Regions from separate parts of the Astyanax mexicanus genome. Here region 1 is linked to region 2. Evidence: chromatin contacts called from public Hi-C data. All regions are on one chromosome and are shown on one strand. Each heading gives the region's core, a stretch centred on a gene start, on an enhancer-like site or on the middle of the called end of the contact. The rest is flanking DNA. Distances are from core to core; before and after follow the strand shown. Region 1 overlaps gna11b (guanine nucleotide binding protein (G protein), alpha 11b (Gq class)). Region 2 holds the start of gna11b (guanine nucleotide binding protein (G protein), alpha 11b (Gq class)).

Evidence for each region. Hi-C and Micro-C count contacts between places; a contact is called where the count stands out from the background.
Region 1: a Hi-C map of muscle shows a contact between it and region 2, with 9 times the contacts expected there. The contact joins the enhancer-like site here to the promoter of gna11b in region 2. A contact is called at or near these places in 2 of 3 Hi-C or Micro-C datasets (both in muscle).

Annotation. Positions count from the first base shown.
Region 1 is chr4:46,732,436-46,735,524 of AstMex3_surface, reverse strand. The region is part of intron 5 of gna11b (guanine nucleotide binding protein (G protein), alpha 11b (Gq class)); the gene reads right to left. Among protein-coding and RNA genes, the nearest start is that of chico, 11 kb to the left of the region's middle. Within about 2 kb of position 1,519, the one cell type or tissue checked has an H3K27ac peak away from gene starts, as active enhancers do.
Region 2 is chr4:46,682,336-46,685,271 of AstMex3_surface, reverse strand. It overlaps gna11b (guanine nucleotide binding protein (G protein), alpha 11b (Gq class)), which reads right to left and starts at 1,542. Exons shown (of 8, transcript XM_022678952.2): 1 at 719-1,542. The coding sequence starts at 854.

The sequences.
Region 1 (3,089 bases), core at 270-2,769, 50 kb before region 2:
TAGTAAAGGAGAGGTATGTTTAGGAAAAAAAGAAAGAAAATTGGAAAGCAGGGGCACCTTCTCTGGATCCTTTAGAAGTTGAAGAAGCGGTCTATCCACAATTAACTGGGCTACAACAACTAAGTGGACACATTTTACTTGGAGCTTTGAGAAAGGACACTGGTGTTCTCGAATGTCATGGTACAGCAGCATGTAAATTGATCATGAAGTGTTAGTTTAGGGGGCAGCTTGGGAATACCCATACCTGTTTAAATTATGAAGTGCTATCTTGTGCGTAAGGCTGGTTGAACACAGGCCATTGGGCGCATGGCAAGGCTATGTGAATTATTAGAATTCAAGCTTTCAAGCTGAATTATTAGAATTCAGGCCCACAGGCCTGATTGTGGGTTCCAGATGTACAGGATTTTCATTTTCTAAGGATGTATGAAATTTTTGAAATTTCAGTGTATAGATTTATAAGTGTATACAAATGTCTCGGCCTCTTCATACATCACGCTAATGGTAAGACACAAGAAAAGGGACAGTACTTAAGGTCAAAAAAGAGGAAAAGAAAGAACCCTGCTGAAGTGACCTAGTCGTGAACTTCCTCTTTCACGTAACCACACGGCTTCCTGTGTCTGCCACATGAGAGGCATTCGGCCAGTCAAGGAATCCATTCAAAAACACAGCAGATTACATCTGCTCAAGAGTGTGAGAGAGGGATTCCACACTTAGAATTCTCAAAATGGCAAATTAACTGCCAATAGATAACAGCAGACAATGTCCTTCAAGCTCCAAAACAGCATAATATATGGGCCAAAAGTATTGTGATATCTACTTATTCATTGTTTCTTCTGAAATCAATGGTATTAAAATGGAGCTTATCCTGTTTTTGTTTGATAAACTGTCTCTACTGTTTAGAGAAGACTTGATATGACTTTGAAGGAGCACTGCTTTAAGATTTGATTACATTCAGTGACAAAAGGTGCAATGTACAGTAACTGAATGAATTCATTAGAAGGGGTGTCCACAAACATTTGTGCATTTAGTGTATATCCGTAATAGGATGGGTTTTAAAGTTTGTAGTTGCCAGGAATGTGCCTTTTGTATCAGGCTTACATTGAGCTTAGCCCTCAGAGGACATAGCATTTTTTATTATTGTAATACATACATTTATTATTATATTATTTTAAATATAATGTAATGCTATAACATTGTCCAGCACTGCCTTAAAGTTTACAATCTGCACTCTAAAAAATGCATTATCCGGTTGATTCACTGAACTTCTAGTTTGAAATAATGATTAAGAAAACGTCATGATTTCGTCACTGGCAACAGAAGTGTATGCAACCTTTAAGGGTTAAACACCGGTCACCTGAACGTGCCGGACAAGTGCTGGGAACAGAGCTAGATGGCGTTAGAGGACGGGTGCGGGCGAGGTGGCTGAGCACAGGGATGGATTTTGGGGCGGACAGCGCCCCCGCCGCCGCTTCAGTCCTGAGCCAGCAGCCCACAGAGGGGCCTTTGATAAATGAGGCCCTCTAGGAGAGCCTGCCTAAAATAAAGCTCCTTCACATCGTCGTCCTCATTTCCTTCAGCCGGGGGCTTGCTGACCTACTTCCAAACATGCACGGGCTCTATAATGTAGGACGCGCCGCCACGGTCGCTCAGGCAAAACTTCAGAACGGACACGGAGAGCAGTGGGAGAGAGGGAGAGAGAGAAAGAAGAATGACAGGAAGAAAAAGAGGAACAGAGAAAAGATGTGAAGGAAAGGAGAACAAGAAAAAGAAAGTACTGACAGAGAAAAAGGCATGAGAAGGAAAAGAAGAATAAGGACAATGAAGGAGAGAGATTAGCAGAAATTACTGACAGAGAAGAAAGACAAGAGTGAGTTTATTATGACAAAAATAATTATGAGTAAGAGACAGTGAGACATTGTTTTATGGGACATATATAATGGAGATGTTTTGGGATACAGATAATTGAGAGAGAAAGAATGTATGAGTGTAGAGTTTATTTTGATAGAAAGAATAGAATATTAGAAGAAAAAAAGATGTATATGACAGTATTTGAACGAAAGAATATATTAAGAATACATTAAGAGAGTAGTCATAAGAAAGAGATAGTTATAGATTGCCCTGTTGAAATGTTCATTTCAAGAATAGTTTCTTATGGCCTAAGCAGGTCTTAGACGGTCAACATGGTTAAATGCTGGTTAACAAGATCTTGACCAGCAAATTGTGTGTTACATTTGATTCTTATCATGCTGGTCTGATACAGATACTGGTTGTCCAGATTGGTAAGGTTGATCATGATTGTAGACCAAATTCTAACAAAAATATACCCTATGCTGGACAAAAACTAAGGTGGTGAACCATCGTAGACTATATGTTGATTCAGGTTAAAAATTTAAAAGTGACAGATTTAGAGGAAAAAAAAGAGATACTGTGTCAGAGTGAGAGATGGCAAAGGAGAAAGACGTAAAAGAGAGTGTATGAGAGAGAGAGACGGTTAGAAAAAGACAATTATGAGAATATGAGAAAGTCTCTATGAAAGACACTGTATTAAAGAGACTATTATGAGACGATGTGACAGATTGTATTGGAGAGACTGTATGAATGAGACTATTACAGGCCTGTGGGAGAAACTGTAGAAAAGAGAGAGAAAGAAAAAGAGAGAGAGAGAGATACTGTATGTGAAAGTATAAGACAGATGCGAAAATCGCTGTTCTTGACAGAAAGGCTCAAGATACAAACTGTAAAAGAAATGACTGTGGGAGTTATTGTTTTCTTTGTTGGATCAATATGAGCGAAAAATACCAGTTTAATTAGGAAACAGTATCAGCTAATCTTCTCTTATTGACCTTCAGACACAAACCAAAAACAAAGTCATATCCATCTGTCTAGCCTCTGTCCAAATAAAGAAACCTAAAACAGTCCCACCCAGAGAGGCTCGTTCCTCTTGCTGCTGAAAACAGGTTTGTGGGTTTTCAGAACTCAAGATAAAGGAAAATTGATGGATCTGCAGTAAAGCGAAGTCTGCTATGATTGATGCTGGGGTTCAGTTTGATCTTTTTAGGTCCCAAAACTCGACTCCTGCATGAAACTGG
Region 2 (2,936 bases), core at 293-2,792:
GGTAAACGCCGGTGTCCTGTCGAGTCCTGCTACTCATCTGTGTGTGCTACTTAGCTGAGGCGCGCATGCGCGGGCTTTTAGAATTTTAAAGGTTTTCCATGTGTTTTTCACATGTGACAAGATGTGCATTTCACAGCTTAAGCTCGATGTCAGTGTTAAATAGCTGCAAATTCAACTAATGCAAACAAATTAACTATCCTCTTTGATTTAAGTTACCTTATTTTTTTTTGTTGTAAAACCCAAATACAGTGTCAGATTTAGATTTAGGCCACACACATATCTCTCTAGCTAGGTTATAATTATATTTTTTCTTTTTTTTGTTAATTATTTAATATTATGATGTAATTAACCAATCAGCAATACCATACATAGGTTTGTTCTTATCTATCCAGCTAACCTACCGTAACATTTTTTTAGTTAAGTTATAAAACCCACATAACTTACAGTGTCAGATTTAGGCCATACACATATCCAATCCAAACCTCTCTAACAGGGTTATATTTATACACTTTTTCTAATATATATTTTTTTATATTATGATGCATTTACCCTATCAGCAAATACCACAGGTTCGCTCTCGTCTAGGTTAAGTTAGCTAGCTAACGTTAGTTCTAGATCTAGGCAGCGTTATCTATAGAGAGATAGCTACATATACGAATACACGGTAGCACGTTCTGACAAGGAAGCACAAATCGACAGAACACCACCGAGGACCCACCGAGAAGCAGCAGCTTCAGCTCCCGCCTGGCGTCTCGCTTGTCTCGGCGCAGCTGCTTGTCGATCTCGGCGTTGATCCGTTTCGACTCCTTCGCCTCTTCACTCAGGCAGCAAGCCATCATAGACTCTAAAGTCATCCCCCCCGCTTTAGGAGCCCGGCCTCGTCGGGACTGGCCGCGGCGGATCTTCGAAATATGGTGGTGGTGGGGGAACAAATAGGAGGAAAAAAAATATCCCAATCCCTGTTTGGAGGCGAAAAAAAGCAAGAGGCGAGGTGGAAAGGGAGGTGGGGGAAGAGGAGGAGGAGGAGGAGAAGGAAAGAAGGAGGAGGACAGGGAGAATGAGGAGGAGGAGGAGAAAGAAAAAGAGGAGGAGGAGGAGGAGGAGGAGGGGGCTGGAAGTGGTGGTGGTGGTGGTGGGAGAAGGAGAAGGAGGAGGAGATCCAGGCGCTCCAGCAGTATCAGGCAGCAGCAGGAGAAGGAGCACCCAGGCAGGCTAGCTCTAGTCCCCTCTCCCCGGGAAAGCTCTGCGTCCTCGGCCGCTTTTCTGGCTGCGAACCCGGCTCACAGTCGCGGAGGCGGTGGAAAAGAGGAGGAAGAGGAGAAGGAGGGGGAGGAAGAGGAGGAGAAGAAGAAGAAAATGAGGCCTTGATTTGTCGAGAATAATTGAAGAAGAAAAAAATCCAGGGCAAAAAAAAAGACCAGAAAACTATCCCGCGGTAGCTGCGCCTGACACTCCCCCAGCGCCTCGCCTCGCTCACGGCTTCTCCAGCTCCAGCAGCAGCAGCAGCAGCGCCCAGGAAAGCGGGGCAGGCTGGACAGACAGGCGCGACATCCGTCCGTGAGCGCTATGGTTTAGCCAGCCCTCTCCCTCTCTCACTCCCTCACTCTCTCCCTCCCTCTCTCCCTCTCTCTCTCTACCCTGCTAATGGTTAAGAGATGACCTGCTGCAAAAAGGAAGAGGGAAAAAAAGAAAATGAAAGAAAAGTGAGCCCAGGCTGCAGTATGGCAAACAGTTTGAGCCTAAAATGACGCCACTAGACAAACCCAAAATGAAAATGTCAGATATCAGCTATGGGTTGATTCATATGAAGTAATATAGTACTTTAGGCAGAGATTAACTAGTAAAAATAGAATATAAAGTTTAAACTTTATTTCAGTAATTCAGTTTGAAATATGAAATTATTTTATTTTTATAGAAGTATTAGACACAGCATGATCTATTTTAAGCATGTATTTCTTTTATTGTTGGTTTATGATTATGAACAACAGCCAATGAAAACCCAAAAAATCAATCTCTCACAAGATTAGAATATTATATAAGACATGCATGAAGCATGAAGTGCACTGCACTGACTTTGGACTTGATATAACACAGTGGATCAACACCAGTAGATGACATGGCTCTCCAAACCATCACTGACATCAGTAAATTCTGCATTTCATTTGAATATCAAGGAAAACCAGAGTCTGGAGGAAAAGTGTAGAGACACACATTCCAAGCTGCTTGAGGTCTAGTGTGAAGTTTCCACAATCAGTGATGGTTTGGAGAGTCATGTCATCTGCTGGTGTTGATCCACTGTGTTGTTTCAAGTCCAAAGTCAGTGCAGTGTTTTCCAGAAAATGTGTACAGCACTTCATGCTTCCCTCTGCTGACAACTTTTATGGAGATGTGGATTTCATTTTCCAGCAGGCCTTGTCACACTGTCCACACTGACAAAAAAAACATTTGGTCTATTATAGTATTACAATTTTCTGAGACAGTGCTAAAAGAAATAAATGCTTAAAATAGATCACTGTGTGTTATACATCTATATAATATGAGTTTTAAATTTTGAACTGAAATACTGAAAAAAAGTAACTTTTCAATGATATTCTATTTTTTGAGAAGCACTAGTAAATAGTTCCTATTTCCATTTTTACTTTACTACATATTTTCTATGAGTTTAATACATTTACTCAGATTTTGTATGTGCTGCATCTTTATTTGTTACAATAATAAAAATGTTACAAATCATCCCACATTTCCACTGCCAGAGCGGTAGATGCTCTAAGCTGTCATCGGAATTGATGACGCTGCTCATTAATGTGTGAATCGCGCTATCAAGCTGATTGTGTCTATGAAAAATTTGCCAAATCTTGTTTGCCAATGCCAAACTGCTTATTCTGCTGTTTTTTTCTGGTTGGCACCTGATTGGTAGCACCTGTTAACATGTGCGA